2 separate regions of the Sus scrofa genome follow, and region 2 is linked to region 1. Evidence: chromatin contacts called from public Hi-C data. All regions are on one chromosome and are shown on one strand. The core of a region is the stretch at or near the end of the contact, and the rest is flanking DNA. Distances in the headings are between cores, read along the strand shown. Region 1 has its middle 110 kb from the start of PXYLP1. Region 2 has its middle 33 kb from the start of ZBTB38.

Region 1 (7,843 bases), core at 1,466-3,965:
CTTTTTCAAGGAAAAGTTTTCTCCGGATATATGCCCAAGAGTGGGGTTGCTGGGTCATACAGTAGTTCTGTGTATAGATTTCTAAGGTACCTCCATACTGTTCTCCATAATGGTTGTACCAGCTTACATCCCACCAACAGCGAAGGAAGGTTCCCTTTTCTCCCACCCTCTCCAGCATTTGTCATCTGTGGACTTATTAATGACGGCCATTCTGACTGGTGTGAGGTGGTATCTCATGGTAGTTTTGATTTGCATTTCTCTAATAAGTGATGTTGAGCATCTTTTCATGTGCTTGTTGGCTGTATCAATTTATACTCACATCAACACTGAATTCTATGGAAAGGCTTGATGTCAGACACACCTTCATCAAACCTGTTACTCCCTTCAACTTTTTTTAATGGCTGTTTCCATGGAATATGGAAATTCCCGGGCCAGCAATTGAATCTAACAGCTGCAACTCATGCCACAGTTGTGGCAACACCAGATCCTTTAACCCACTGCTCAGGGCTGGGGATCAAACTCACACCTCTGCAGCTACCTGAGCTGTTGCAAATGGATTCTTAAAACATTATGCCACAGAGGGAATTCATTCCTTTTTCTTCCTTTTTTTTTTTTTTTTTGCACCCTTGACATGCAAAAGTTCCTGGGCCAAGGATCAAACCAGTGCCACACATGTAACCAGAGCCACATCAATGACAATGTCAGATCATTAATCTGCTGGGCCACCAGGGAACTCCCCCTACTACTCTTTTTTAACCATCTGATAATATGTTGTGAAAATAAACACATTCCTGCTGTTTTATCTTGTTTTTTTTTTTTTTTTTTTTTTTTTTTTTTTTTTTTTTTTTGGCTTTTTAGGGCCACATCAAGGCACATAGAGGTTCCCAGACTAGGGACTGAATTGGAGCTATAGCTACCGGCCTACACCACAGCCACAGCAACACCAGATCTGAGCTGCGTCTGCGACCTACACCACTGCTCATGGCAATGCCAGATCCTTAACCCATTGAGCGAGGCCAGGAATCAAACCGGTGTCTTCATGGATACCAGTCAGGTTTGTTTCTGCTGAGCCACGACCGGAACTCCTTATCTTGTATTTCCTTGATTACCAATAATGTTGAGAACCTTGTCAGATGTTTTTTGGTCAACTGTATCTTTGAATCTGCAGATTGCCTGTTCATATTCTTTGTCCATTTTTCAATTAGGTTGCCTTTTTCTTATTGATTTACATATTTGGGCTATTAATCTTTTATATATCACGACTATTTTCTCCTAGATGTCCCTTTTGTGTGTGTGTGTGTGTGTGTGTGTGTGTGTGTGTGTGTCCTTTTGCATTTTCTAGGGCCACACTTGTGGCATATGGAGGTTCCCAGGCTAGGGGTCTAATCAGAGCTGTAGCTGCCAGCCTATACCAGAGCCACAACAACGCGGGATCTGAGCCACGTGTGACCTACACCACTGCTCATGGCAATACCGGGTCCTTAACCCACTGAGCAAGGCCAGGGATCGAACCCGCAATGTCATGGTTCCTAGTCAGATTCATTAACCACTGAGCCACAACGGGAACTCACCCTTCTCTTCTAACTAACTGGACTGTGACAGACTGAATAATCAGGCAGATATATTGGAACACTGGCCAACAAAGATTTTTCAGAAATGTTCAAAGGCTGTTTAAAAAATTCCGTCCAGGGAGTTCTTGTGTGTGGTGCAGCGGGTTAAGGATCCAGCGTTGCTGCAGCTGTGGTGGTGCAGACTGCAACTGCAGCATGGGTTCAGTCTCTGGCTGGGGAAACTTCCACATGCCACAGATGCAGAAAAAATAATCCATCCAGTATGAACTGCTGTAAACTTTATAAATAGGCAAAAGCAGCAAGTAAATATGGTCTGTTGATCAGGAAACTGGGTTTCAGCAAGTGGATCTGCTTCCTTTACCAGCATATCTGTCTCAATACCTCAAAATGTGACTGCTTTTCTTAGTTTTATATGTCTATTTCCCCTTCTTAGTCATTACCTTTAATCATTTTCTTTTGTAGTCGCACAGAAACACATTTTATTTTGGAAAGGTTTAAAATACACATATATTTGTAGATAACTGTAGTAGACATTTTTGGTGCCTGCCCAATAATCATTCTTCCTTCACCCATGATAGCCAAGCCTGGATTTTGCTAGGGTATCTGCTCAAACTTGTTAATTGGATTGTTTAATTCTCCAATTTACTAACTGACTTACAAATTTCTGAGTAAGTTACATTAAGAGAAGAGGTAGGAGAAACCCAGAAATCATGGTTTCAGAGCTCCACACGTGCTGTAAGACTGGGGAACCTCACCGATGACCACAGTGGGAGAGGACCACTCACTCAACCACAGTGTAGTTAGCCTGCCTTTGTGCCTGTTGAGGGTTCCACTTAGAAAGTGCTCATGCAAGTTCTAAAGGGGTCTAAAGTGGATTTGGTGTGCAGTGGTTTACAGAACTGGTGGGCTGGCGAGCCCAGTAGATATCTAGTCCTATGAGGGCTTCAGGTGAGAGAACTTGGCAGAAGTGTGATAGATATTGGCATCCTGCCTGATCTTAGGGGAGAGGGGACTGAGCCAGAGCAGAGAAGGTCTTTTTATGAGGGACTTTGTACAGCTTGAACTGACGGCCTTGTGAATGTGGTGAGACTGCACATGTGGCAAGAGGTCTGGGACTCTCAGGTTACAAGTCAAATATCACAAATATGTTGTTGACACAGACTCAAAGAGCCATGAAAGGCTCACAGAATTCCTGAGAGCCCAACAGTGTACAGTTGGGGCCAATATACCAGATGAATATGCTGCAAAACAGACACAATGCTTACATAGAGGAAGGGAATCTTCTCTTCCATACATTCTTTTAACTTTTTTGTTATAAAATATCTCACACAGAAAATAATTGAACATGTATGAGATAAAGAAGGTGAATAAACATCACATATTCATCTAGCTTAAGAACGAGAACTCCACCAATCCCTTTTCCTATGTATATTTTCATTTAATACCCTGAGCTGAAAACTGAACACAACACCAACACCTCACTTCATATTTCATTTTGGCCAGAACTGCACCACATGCCCACACCTGAACATGCCATTTCAAGGGTGACAGGACTATTGTGATTGCTTAGACAGTGGTTTTCAAACTCTTTGGTCTCAGGACCCCCATACACTCTTAAAAATTACTGAGGAGGAGCTCCTGCTGTGGCTCAGCAGTTATCGAGTCCAACTAGCATCCACAAAGATGGAGGTTTGATCCCTGGTCTCACTCAGGGGGTTAAAGATCCAGTGTTGCCATGAGCTGTGGTGTATGTAGCAGATGCCACTCAAATCCCGAGTTGCTGTGGCTGTGGCGTAGTCCAGGGGCTACAGCTCCAATTGGGCCCCTAGCCTGGGAACCTCCATATTCCATGGGTGCGGCCCTAAAAAGACAAAAAAATTTTTTAAAATAACTTTTAAAAATTACTGAGGATGCCAAAGAACTTTTGTTTTTGGGTTATATCTATCAGTAATGACTATATTAGAAATTAAAACTGAGAAAATATTTACTTCACTTTAAAATTATAGTAATAAATCCAATACTTGTCAACACACACACTTTTTAAGAAAAATATATTTTCCAAAACAAAAAGTAATCAGAAGAGTTGCACTGTTTCACATTTTTGCAAATCTGTCTGGCTTAAAAGAAGAGGGTTGGATTCTCATATCTGCTTCTGTATTCCAGTCTGTTCTAATGTTGTTTTGGATGAACTATATGAAGAAACTTTGGCCTCAGAGATAAGCAGTTGAAAATGAGGGGATTATCTTAATAGCCTTTTCAGATATTTTTGGAGATTCACCTTTTGACGCTACACCAAAACTCAACAAATCATAGCTTCTTGGTAGCAATGTGGAGTCTAAAACCACATCAATGAACTTTTCATACTCTGTTACATTAAAAATCAACTATAATAGAAAAAACAAAAATCTTACCAAAAAATCCATTGGGCTATCTTATAATTGGAATGCAATTTTTTTTTTTTACCCATGCATCATGGTTTTGTAATATCGTGTATTGGACATTTGGAAAATATCAGTTCACTAAATGTAGTGCTATTAAAATATGTCCACATATTCTTTGGTACTCCTTCCTTTAGGAGGTGGAGCTTAATTTCCCTCTTTTTGAGTAGCGGCTGTGCATATGACTAGGTTCTGATGAGTAGAATATGGTAGAAATTACAGACTGTGACTTATGAGGGTAGATCATAAAAGACACTGGGGCTTCAATCTTGTTCCCTCTCTCGGATCACTTGCTCCGGGGGAAGTAAGCTGCCATGTTATGAGAACACACAAAGCCCTGTGGAGAGGTCCATGTGATGCGAAACAGAGTCTCCTGCCAACAGCCAGGAGTGCGTTATCTTAGAAGCAGGCAGTCTAGCTCCAGGCATGCCTTTGGATGACTGCAGCCTCAAGAGGCAGACATCTGGTCTGCAACTGTAGCTGAAACCCTAAGTCAGAACCACCTGTATAAGTCGCTCCCAAATTCTTGACACAGAAACTGTGAGATCATAAATAGTTGTTGTTTTAAACCACTATGTTTTCTAATAATTTGTTATGCAACAACATGCATCTAATATACTGAGCTTTGAAGATCTTCTAAATGTTGACACATTTTATTATTCGATATATTCAAGAAGTCACATTTGCCAATATCACCATCAAGCTCATCAGAAGAATCCTTTAAGTGTGTGAAGCTGTCAAGATGGTAGACAGATTTTTCAAAATTCTAATTTTTGCTTGAAAGACCAAATTTTATCACTGGGAATGAATATGTAAATTGTTCCCCTTAAAGTGACAAGCTGACTTTTTCATCTTCTAGAAATGTCTATCAGATACCTAAGTCTGAAAAATCTCTGTTATCCAGTTACTCAAGTAAAAGAAGTATTTATCAGAGGAGCATCTAGTACACCTAGCAAATCAAAGAAGCAAAGAATTGCTTTTTGCCAAGCAAGTGACACCTATTGCCACCTCCAGGGCAGGAGTCCTACCACAAGAGGACAGCAATGGGTATACAATGCCTGCTGCCAGAGTAGCAGCCCCAGGGTATCAACCTACTTCATGGTTTGCAAGTGTTGGAGGTGCTAGAAAGACACAACTCATACAGGCACTAGGCGGAACAACGCTTTACTCCCTACTCTCCAAGACAAAGAGCAAGATCAGCTTCAATGGTGATTTCCCCCACAGCCAGCAGATCTTTATGCATGCTTCTTGTACCACAAGTAAAATACCTCACTTCCTTCCCTCTAGGAACAGATACAGCAGCAGGTTTGGCGCCATACGACACATATGCTCAAGCAGAACAAAGTACACATCCAGTCTGCAAGTGGGAAAGATATTTCCAAACAAAGACATATACCCAGCACAGGATATGATAGCTCTTTTTATCTTTGCAAGGAAATGTTCTAGGCCCGTGGCACATTCTTACACAACTGTACAGGGGTTGAAAGACTGAGAACCTGACTCCATTTCCTAACACTTCTCCTCAAGACAAATACAGTAATTTGGAACGCAGGAGACTTGCTTGATGTATACTTCCCATTCTATCACACAGAATAACAAAAGGACAGGTACCCAAGGTTCAAAATTGAGTAAAATGAATATTTTTAAAGCTTTCATTAAGGAAATTCTGTTAAAAGAAGAAAAAAACAGCGTCCAAATGGAGTCACTGGTGCTAAGGCTCATGTCAGCAAACAAGGACTTAATACTTTTTTTTTTTTTTTTTTTTTGGCTTTTTGCCATTTCTTGGTCTGCTCCCGTGGCATATGGAGGTTCCCAGACTAGGGGTCCAATCGGAGCTGTAGCTGCCAGCCTACGCCAGAGCCACAGCAACGCGGGATCCGAGCCGCATCTGCGACCTACTGCACAGCTCACGGCAACGCCAGATCGTTAACCCACTGAACAAGGGCAGGGATCAAACCCTCAACCTCATGGTTCCTAGTCGGATTCGTTAACCACTACGCCACGACGGTAACTCCATGGACTTAATACTTAACCTAAGTGCAGTTTTGGCCTCTCCCAGAAATGTGACCTTTATTCAGTCACTCTGAAATTTCATGACCAGCAAGCATGAGGTAATCCATCTGACAGACCCCTGCCTTTCATCAAGGAAGATTTCCTTGCCTGAAACTCTATAAAATGTATTCTTCATCTGCCTGCTTACGGATACATATAGTTCTGTCTTTCGAGATACACAGTAATGGTGGGCCTCATTTCCTCTCATTTCCCAAGGCCTTCACGCTAACCCTCCCATTTTGCTTCTGTAACTTTGTCTCGAATATTTTACAGCTCCTTCTCAGTCCTTTCTTCCCTTCTATTTTCCTCTTTCCCTCCAAACGCTCCAGACCCCCTATCTCTATCCCAATCCCACTGTTGCTCCCATTTCTAGCCAGGTACTCTAAGTGACCTCCAAGGGGAAAAGTGAAAATAAGCATTGGGGCCCAAAGAGGCTTTGGTGGGATCTGAGAGATGAGGTTGGGACCGCAGGGTCTGAGGACGGAGGCTGATTTTTTCCAGAATCCAATTATTAAAGGACATGTGCTGGACAGGTCCCATATAGCCATAGGGCTGGGGCCACAGATATATTATCTTCTTGGGAACCAGGACAGCCAGTCAGGAACCACAGACCTCTCACCTCCCTGCTACTGTCCACATCTGTCTCACTGCCCACAGTTTCAACTCCTGCAGCTACTGCTGGAAAAAGCAAAAGAGCTGTGGGATCCACACGGGGAACCCTATGGGTAATGCCCTTAAAGCTAAGACCTTCACTTCTTAGTGGAAGACAGGCAATGCAGAGTTGGGAATAGCGGTACCCGAGACCGTCTAGTCATCGGCCTCCATTCCCAGAAACGCCCAGAGGTAGGGAGACAGCACCAAGGGGCGGGAGGGCGACAAGACTGCAGCAGGCCTGGTTGTGCGCACCAGAGGGAACAGAACAATGCACTGAAGCCCTGTCGCCAGGTCCCTGCCTTCAAAAGTCCCGGTTTCTCTGACTCACAAACGACCTCTGGAGGTAGACAATGCGCAAAACCGCGCACAGTTCCACTCTTTCAGAAACCAACTCCAGCACCAGACTCACCCTAACTTCCGCTTTTGAGCGCAGTTCCGGAGGGGGGGGGTCCGCGGGGCTTTCTGGGAAATAGAGTCTCGGTCAGGAGGGTTCTGGGAATCGTAGTCCCTACTGGTCCGTATGCGCATGTGCATTTCCGTCTTCACAGCACAGCTTCCAGTGCCCCACGGCGCGGGAAAGAAACATGTGAGTTTGTGTATGGCGGGTTTCTGATCTGCGGCGGTTCAGGCTTTCTCCGCTGGGGCGGGGTCCCGAGGTGGGACGTGATAGACGGACTTGGGCCCTCGGTCGATCACAATTGCCAGTTGTAATTGGGCAATTACAGCGGCAAGTGATAATCTCTGAGATGTGGGTGTAGGAGCAGCGCGTAAAAGCTGAGAGGACGAAGCATTAGAGCCGAAACTTTGGAATGTGGCGTAGGACCAGACACGGGGCTACGTGTTTAAAAACCCGGGGCCTTGAGAGAGCAGAGTTCCCAGTGAGCAGGCTAGGGACCTGAAGGAATCCTCGAATCACACAGAGGAGATGGGCATTATCCGCTGATCGTGTAAATCTGTTGTCGGTTTCAGGTGGGGCGCGTTGCTATCCTGACTTCATTTTTTAAGGTCACTGCGGTTGGGGTTCGGAGGATTCGCGAGGGGAGGGCATTGAAGACCGAGTAGTAGTTCAGGGAGCAGTGATGGGAGCCGATGCTGGCAGTGGACTGACGGATTGATGCGGGCTCAAGG
Region 2 (7,843 bases), core at 2,457-4,956, 98 kb before region 1:
CATAGAGCTCTATTTCCAAGTCATGTGCAGCCCTAACGACCCCAGGCCATCAAGTGTTCATCTGCAAATACTACACGGAACAGAAAAAAATCATCACAATCACAAACTAGCAAAATGCCAGACCGAATTACCCTCAAAATACAGGCGGGAGCTTGAATGGCTGAAAAGGCTTTTAGTTAATTTACTTTCTAAACTAAATGAATTTGATATGAAGCTAGGTGTTCATCTCTAAGATACTGCGGCCATTTTCTCCTCATGACTGTCCAGTCCAAATAATGAGTCACCATGGCAGCACAGGATTGGTTATTTCTATTTTTCAAAATGTTCCTTAGGACCAGGGAATACTCTCTGTCACCAACATTCAAGAAGGTTCAGCAATACCTCCCTTCTCATCATCTACCAGGGCCCCAAAATCATGGAGTGCCCTCATTTTTACAATGATACATGTTCTACTCTTATTTTTTCTTTTTTTCTATTTAGGGCCGCTCCTGTGGCATATGGAGGTTCCCAGGCTAGGGGTCTAATCGGAGCTACAGCTGCTGGCCTACGCCACAGCCATAGCAACGCCTGATCTGAGCCTCGTCTGTGACTACCACAGCTCACGGCAATGCCGGATCCTTAACCCACTGAGCAAGGCCAGGGATTGAACCCACAACCTTATGGTTCCTAGTCAGATTCGTTTCCGCTGTACCATGACAGGAACACCACATGTTCTACTTTTAAAGTTCTACATCATTACCATTTGTGTCGGCTCCCTGACACAAAAAGATTGTCAGTCCTCTCACATGAATTTCCCTTTTTGGCAACAGGGTTTGCATGGCCAGATGGTCAATGTGGAGATGGGGGGGAGTGGAGGCAGAGCATGGAGGGAGAATCAGGTACTTAGGGTTAAAGTCACAGCCTGGGGACAAGAGCCTTCAGAATCAGATTCTTAGTGTGGTCAAAACACCCCATCTTCCATCCCTACAGTAGAATGTAAAAAGCACACCCCTCCCCAGCTTCCACCCCACGACTATCTCACAGCACTGCCGAGCTAGAATATCTACGAAGACCAATCTCTATGCGAGTTGGTCTCTGTTTTTCACCACAGCACCTAGAGCAGTGCTTCCCAAACATTAACATGCAGGAGTGAGCTGGGGATCCTGTTAGGTGCATTTCTTGACACAGTTGGTTACATATGTGTGGTCCGTCTTTATTTATGTCAGAGTGGAGATGGTGGAGGTACACGACCAGGTTTAAGGAAACCAAAGGTGTGCTGTCTTCTGGGGAAATGACAATCATTAAAATGGTTATGATGATGACGTCAATGACAATAAAAATTAATATTTTCTGAGCACTTTCTACATGCCAGGCCCTGTGCTAAGTGTTTCGCAGACATTATGACTCACTGAGCACCAAAAAGAGCTGATGAAAATGAGAGTGATTAAAAGATGTTTAGAAAAAGGGAAGGCATTATAAATTCTAGGATGTGCAGGTCAATTGAGCGTCAATAGAGAGCACAATTGTCACACTGTCCCCGTCTAGGACCAATTAGGAAGGCGCTAACTGCCTGATATTTCAGAACGCATCCTTGGGCCAAGCAGGTCAATAACATAGACCAGGTATATCAAAATAAGCCTGCTGTCCTCTGCTGTCACTCCACGGCCCCCCACACCATCCAGGTTGGCCTCTGCAGGCAGGCCTCCATTCAGCTGCTTTGGGAGTGACATGCCTGGATAAGGAGGGGCTTCCTTTGGTGGGTCCTTCCTGTTTTGTCCTGGGATGGGCCCACTAAGCATTGGGCAGCTTAATCAAGGCTGCTCTGCCCAACGCCTCCCCCATGTCCTTGGCCATACAAACTGTGGACGGCTGCTGAGTCTACTAACAGATCACTTTGCCTGTATGAGATGGACACACTTCGCATTCAAAGTAGCTCCTTTATTTGCTGTGACATGGAGAAGGTTCAGTGGCCGTGAGTTTTTCTTGGGCTGGGTCTTGGAGCGCTTCAAGCCCAATGCTTTGCAGGAAAAGACTGGGCAGGTTGCCACTGAGGAAATCCAGCCTGGTGGATTGAGTCAGATGTTGTTGCTTTACAACTGCTATGCAAAGCAGCAGTCCAGAGGCTGAATGCGGCCTGCAGGCCTGTTTCATTAAGCCCCACAGTATTTTAAAAAGTTTTAATACCCTCCATTTTGCCATGATCTAACCATTCCATCTTCCTATACCAAGCCCACACTGAACATTCATATTACCATCCTGTTCCTGTATGGATCTGAATTTTAGACCTTAATCTATAATGGCATATGGAGAGATCTCTTAAGCCTCTAACATTTCAACCTCTGTAACTGCAATGTCCTCCTAAAATGTACTTATTTATTTTTACAGCTCTACCTGTGGCATATGGAAGTTCCTGGGCTAGGAGTTGAATCAGAGCTTCAGCTGCCAGGCTATGCCACAGTCACAGCAATGCAGGATCTGACCCACATCTGTGACCTACACCACAGCTTGAGGCAATGCCAGAGCCTTAAACCGCTGAGCAAGGCCAGGGATTGAACCCACATCCTCACGACTCTAGTCGGATTCTGAAGTACCACAGGAACTTAGCCACCACAGGAACGCCCACCCTTCTAAACTTTAAATGGTGAAATACCAATATTCAAGCTTTCAAAACTACCAAAGTGTCCCATCTTAATGAAGAAGAAGAGGTGCTAAGAAGCTTTAACATGGAATATATCCAGGTCATATAACATTTCTTCAGGATCCCTCCAGTTCATTTCCATGTGGAAAATGTCCTACTATATGAGTCCTGAGGAAGTGGCAGATAGCCAACGTTTCACTTTGCTTCAAAGTAGTTTTAATGATGCAGTGTGTTCAAGCTGCAAGAAGGAGATGATGACTCTTAATCAGGCCCCCACCCAATCAGACTCACACTCTCAGAGGTACCTAGCTCTCCATCTACAAAGAGTTCCATACGCATCACTACCATGTGATACAATGAGGGAAGCAGTAACTGCTGAGAACACATAGCTCCTTACCGGGTCAGAGTATTCGGAATGGGTATCACCCTCCATTACTGCGTCATACAAAAAACAATTCTAAAAACTAGATCACAGAAAGAGAGCCCGGATATCAGACAATGGAGTCAACACAATAAAATATATCCAGCAAGATCACAAGGGTCCTTGGGGCATCTTAGAGAAGTACTCAGCAGAACAATGGGAGTCAACCCGAGGAAGCAAATCCCACTCAATGAACACTGGGGTGGCAATGGGAGGAGAGAGTTGATCCCCTTGGTCTAAGCATCTGTCATGCTGGTGGGCACATCCTGGAGAAAAGCTGCTGATGCCCTTGGCTTGTTCTGCCACATCTCCTCCCCACCATCAACTGACAGCCCCCCGTTTGCGGTGGCCCCCCCACCTGGATGCACACACAAAATGCCAATGTACGGAGATCATTTTTACGACCTGGGCTCTCGGATATTTACTTGAGTCCCTGCACATACTTTCCTTGCACACACATTTCCTTCTCCTCTGTTTTCCACAATCCCTCCTCCCATGTTTTCCATCATTTCTCTTCCACCTCCCATTTTTCCAGCTTGAAGCCACCGCTGGCAACACTGCAATCTCTGGACGGAGGCCAGGCATGGCAGCACAGATCTCTGAGGCAGCACGGGATTGTGAAACCGTCACCTCTTCCTAGGGCTCGGGAGATGCAAAACCTGCCAAGCTGTCAAAGCAAGCCCACTGACTGGCGTACGCATGACCAGGAGCACAGAGGCTTTTCTACACCATGGACATGCTACAGAAACTCTAGCCAGACACACAAAGGGATGAAGACGGTTTAAACAAAAGAAACTGACTGGGGAGAACTGTTGGGCTGGGAGAGGGAGGAATACTATAGGTACTCAGTTCCCTTTAGCCTTTGCCAATTTCACCCTGAAAGAAATTTGATTAAAACTAAATGAAGGTTTCTGGCAGGATGCATCCAACAGGTGCCCTGCTCACCTGTTTTAGAGTGAAGTTACCTGGGGATGAGGGGAACAGAGAGCAATAACATCAATAAATGTGTTGCCTGCCCTTCAAAAAAAGTAAGAGTCCCCAAACAAACCCAAACCCACACAGATAAAACCCCCCAACAGCCTGTTTAGAAAAATTATGCTTTAAATACACTGATCTTAAAAAAAAAAAGTCTGAAGAACAGGCTGTTCTGTAGAACAGCTCGAGTTTCTGCCTGTGCTTTCATTTTAGAAAACAAATGCTCATAGACGCCACAGGGGGAGGAGTTTAACCCAGGGATTCAAACTCACAGAAAATGGCCACCGCCACCGGGCTGCAGAAAACCTGAACACAACAAACAAGGCACTCAGGGGACCTTCTGGGAACACAAGGCACTTACCTGTCACAAGAGTCACTGTCTAGAGACAGATAGAACCTTTCTTTCCGACCAGTAACACAAATCATGGCCTCCAAAGTATTTGTTTGCTGAACACCAAGAGGACTAATCACCCGACTTTTATTACTCTCCCTGAGCCAGGGGACCTCATGGGGGGTGGAAAATAGGTCATTTTGAATGTAAGGTGGATGCCAGGATTGGAGGTAAGGCTCCTGTTTAAGCTTCCTCAAAGAAAGAAATGAAAAAGACCTCGAAAAAGGATTTCCTAAAATAGAGAGACGCGCAAATCATCTTATCAGAAATGCCTATCATCAAATAGAAAAGAAGGTCTTAAAATAGATCATTCGAACACGGCACAAAGCTTTGGAGTGATTTCCTGAAAAATGTCAAAACTGAAAAAAAAAAAGACAAAAACAAATAGTAAGACTATTAAACAACAAAACGAGGTAAGAATTCACTTCGTAGTGTCTATTCACATAAGAAAAAAAAATGTTCTCCCAGGTAATTTAAATGCTGCTGCACAAAAAAGTCAACATAGGATATAGTGGCTAAAGAAACTCCAGAACTGTTAGACCTTGACAGGAAAAAATTTAAAGGTCAGACTTTTTTTTTTTTTTTTAAACCTGATTTAGCACAGCACCCGGGGTAGGCCGGTTCTCTAATGTATGAGCAAAACCCCATTCGGGGCTTCATTTCACAGCCACGTCATCCCTTTTTCCGTCTACCTCTGTGCCCTCTGCTTTCTCAAAGGGGTCCTCCCGCCCCTTCCTGTTTTAAAGCAAAAGTAGAATGTGCACTCGTCCAAGGGAAGAGCAGAACACACAACAGGACGTAGTCACAGGCACCTGGGATGCAGGTATGACTGGCTGCTTCCTCCCCCGATGAGCATCTTGCACCCTGTGACCTGAGTTCGAGTCAGAGATCACAAGACCCGAATAAATAGGTTTCCCAGCAGAAACAGACCAGAAGGCCGAGTAGCTTTTGAAAACAGAAAAATCCTCACTTTGGTCTAGAAGTGAATCAGCCTTCTACTAAAGCGAGTCAGCAATCTCCATGCTTACATGAAAATGCATATACGTTTGGGGAGACTGATTCTGAACTCCAGTCTCTCTTGCCTGGCAAGACAATAAATGCAGCTTTGTTTTTACTGAGTCGGTGGGCTTCTTATCTACTGGTAATCAACTCTGCAAGGGATCAGAAGTTGTTCTAACACCCGAAAAGAACACAAACAGCACGGGGACCTAGAAATGATATCCAACTCACAAGGCAGGAAGTGGTAGCTCCCACCTCTCTCACCTTGCACAAAGCCGGCCTTCAGGGGTTGCCGAAATAACCCCAGGATGTCCCTCTAGCACTTGAAGAGCCACTGGATCTCCCATGACAACAAGGCACCTTGTGATAGACACGCGCACAGGAATGGCCCGCAACTAGGGGTGCTCGAGCCGAGTCTTCCTCTTCTTACTCCCTGAGAAAATGCTTCCTTCCTCTCAAGTCTAAATTATTGTAGACCTTTGCCATTCTCATTTCAATAAGAGAGGGAAAATGCTTTAAAAAATAGGAAATAGCCTCCTGTCTCTCCCGGTTTAAAAAGAAATCTTCTTGGCTACCTTACTTCACAAGACTCCACGGGCTTTGGTAGGATGGACGTTTGCCTTGCACTATCCTTCTAGCAGTGGCTGCTACAGGCCCAGCAGGCCCTGTGGGCTGCTCTCCCTAACAGAACAGTTCTAGTACCTCTTCAGGCTTTGCTTGCCGACAGCCATATCCTGCTCTCCTGCTCATGTGCTTTTAGGACGGGACCTACCTGCTTCTGCAGAGAACGTACTGGAACAGCACGGGGACGCTGGCTTCTGTTCCCAGTTTGCCACTAGCTATGTGACCCTGAGCAAATCCTATGACTTCCCTGCACTTCCGTTCCCTTATCTGGAATGTGAAGAGGTTGGGCTAGTTTATGTCTAAGGTTCTTTCTAGCCATAAAATTTAAAAATATCATTCCCTACCTCCTATTCTGTCACCTTTTGATTGATTTCCAGCCAGTAGGAAGCCTTACTTCCTCCAAAGCAGTCTCTCCCACCCTTAACATCCATGCACTTTCCTCCAAAGTGTGTGGAGCAAAGGCAGGGCCCAGTACTGGTACCTCTCTGAGGACAGTCACAGGGAGCTCTGCAGTTGGGACCTCTGGCGGACCTCAGAGTTACCATTTGCCTATCTCAGCACCTCTGCTTTTCTGCTAGAGAGGAAACAGAATGACTGCACCCTGAAGCTGGAAGGAACTTTTGCCATCATTGAGCCAAACCTGCTCTGGTTACAGGTAAAGAAATCAAGCCAGCAAAGTTACATGCCCTTCTTTCCCAAGGTTGTACAGGGGGTCACGGGAACAAGTCCCAGGCCTTCAGTTCTGTCTCTTACACTGTGGTGTTTTTGACCTTGCCGCCCCCCTCCCCGCCCCCCGCCAACTCTGGTGTTTTCCCCTCGCCCCGTATAAACTTCCTCAGGGCCTCAGAGAGTAATCAACAAACACTAAACACCTCTGGACACCCCCTAAGCACCTGTTTTAAACTTTTTTTTTTTTTTTTTTTTGCTTTTTAGGGCAGCACCTGTGGCATATCAGAGCTGTAGCCGCTGGCCTACACCAGAGCCACAGCAACACAGGATCCTGTAACACAGCTCACAGCAATGCCAGGTCCTTAATCCACCTAGCAAGGCCAGGGATAGAACCTGCATCCTCATGGGTGCTAGTCAGGTTTGTTAACCGCTGAGCCATAAGCCACAGCGGCAACACCTGTTTTAAACTTTCAAAGTGACAGGGCGACTCTGGGAACATCTAGCCCCCCCCCCCACAGGGACAGTGATAGCTAGGGCAAGTCAAAATCTTTAATCTTATCAGTGCAGAAATCCATTGGTGTTTTTCACTTTTAGAAAAGCTTGCCGCAGCATGTGGATGGTAGATAAGAATAGGTGAGAAAGATTGGGAGGCCCCATGAGGGCGGAGTCCTGATCTGATACCTGTTCAACAGATAGTTGATATCTGTTGAACAAACTTAAGTTTGCACGTTACCTCTCCCTATTTGCTTCTTGTCAAAAATTCTGATGTTACAGTAACATCAGGGACGGGTTTCTAAGCCACAATCAGAAACAAGGATCTACTTCATGCCCTCAACACGTGGCTGGGGAAACAACGTGGGGTGTGGAGAGGGGAAGCTGGAATTGACAGTCAGATAAGAGCCCAGGGGGTAAAAATCTCATTTCTCCAACATCAGCCTCAGTACTGAACCTCTTTGCCTCAGTTTCCATCACACCAGTTTATTTGGCAGTTCTAGTCAGAAGGCTGATATAATGCACCCAAGGTATAGAAGGGACTCCATGATAGCCAATTCTGTCTTCTCCTCCCCCGGGGGCTGTTGGGTATAAACAGAGAAACCCTGCTTCTAGGCCAGGCTCCAGGCCACTGGCAATCCTGTTCCAAAGAAGC

Evidence for each region. Hi-C and Micro-C count contacts between places; a contact is called where the count stands out from the background.
Region 2: a contact with region 1 is called in a Hi-C map of liver, with 3 times the contacts expected there. The contact joins two enhancer-like sites. A contact is called at or near these places in 11 of 47 Hi-C or Micro-C datasets (adipocytes, embryonic fibroblasts, fetal heart ventricle and 5 more) and 2 of 2 datasets of contacts at active chromatin or transcription factors (alveolar macrophages and skeletal muscle).

What each region holds. Positions count from the first base shown.
Region 1 is chr13:82,053,188-82,061,030 of Sscrofa11.1, reverse strand. It overlaps a transcript of ZBTB38 not described here. Among named protein-coding and RNA genes, the nearest start is that of PXYLP1, 110 kb to the right of the region's middle. Within about 2 kb of position 2,715, at least 12 of the 83 cell types and tissues checked have an H3K27ac peak or open chromatin away from gene starts, as enhancers often do. A contact at or near this core is called in liver, where this site is marked.
Region 2 is chr13:82,151,969-82,159,811 of Sscrofa11.1, reverse strand. It overlaps a transcript of ZBTB38 not described here. Among named protein-coding and RNA genes, the nearest start is that of ZBTB38, 33 kb to the left of the region's middle. Within about 2 kb of position 3,706, at least 28 of the 83 cell types and tissues checked have an H3K27ac peak or open chromatin away from gene starts, as enhancers often do. A contact at or near this core is called in liver, where this site is marked.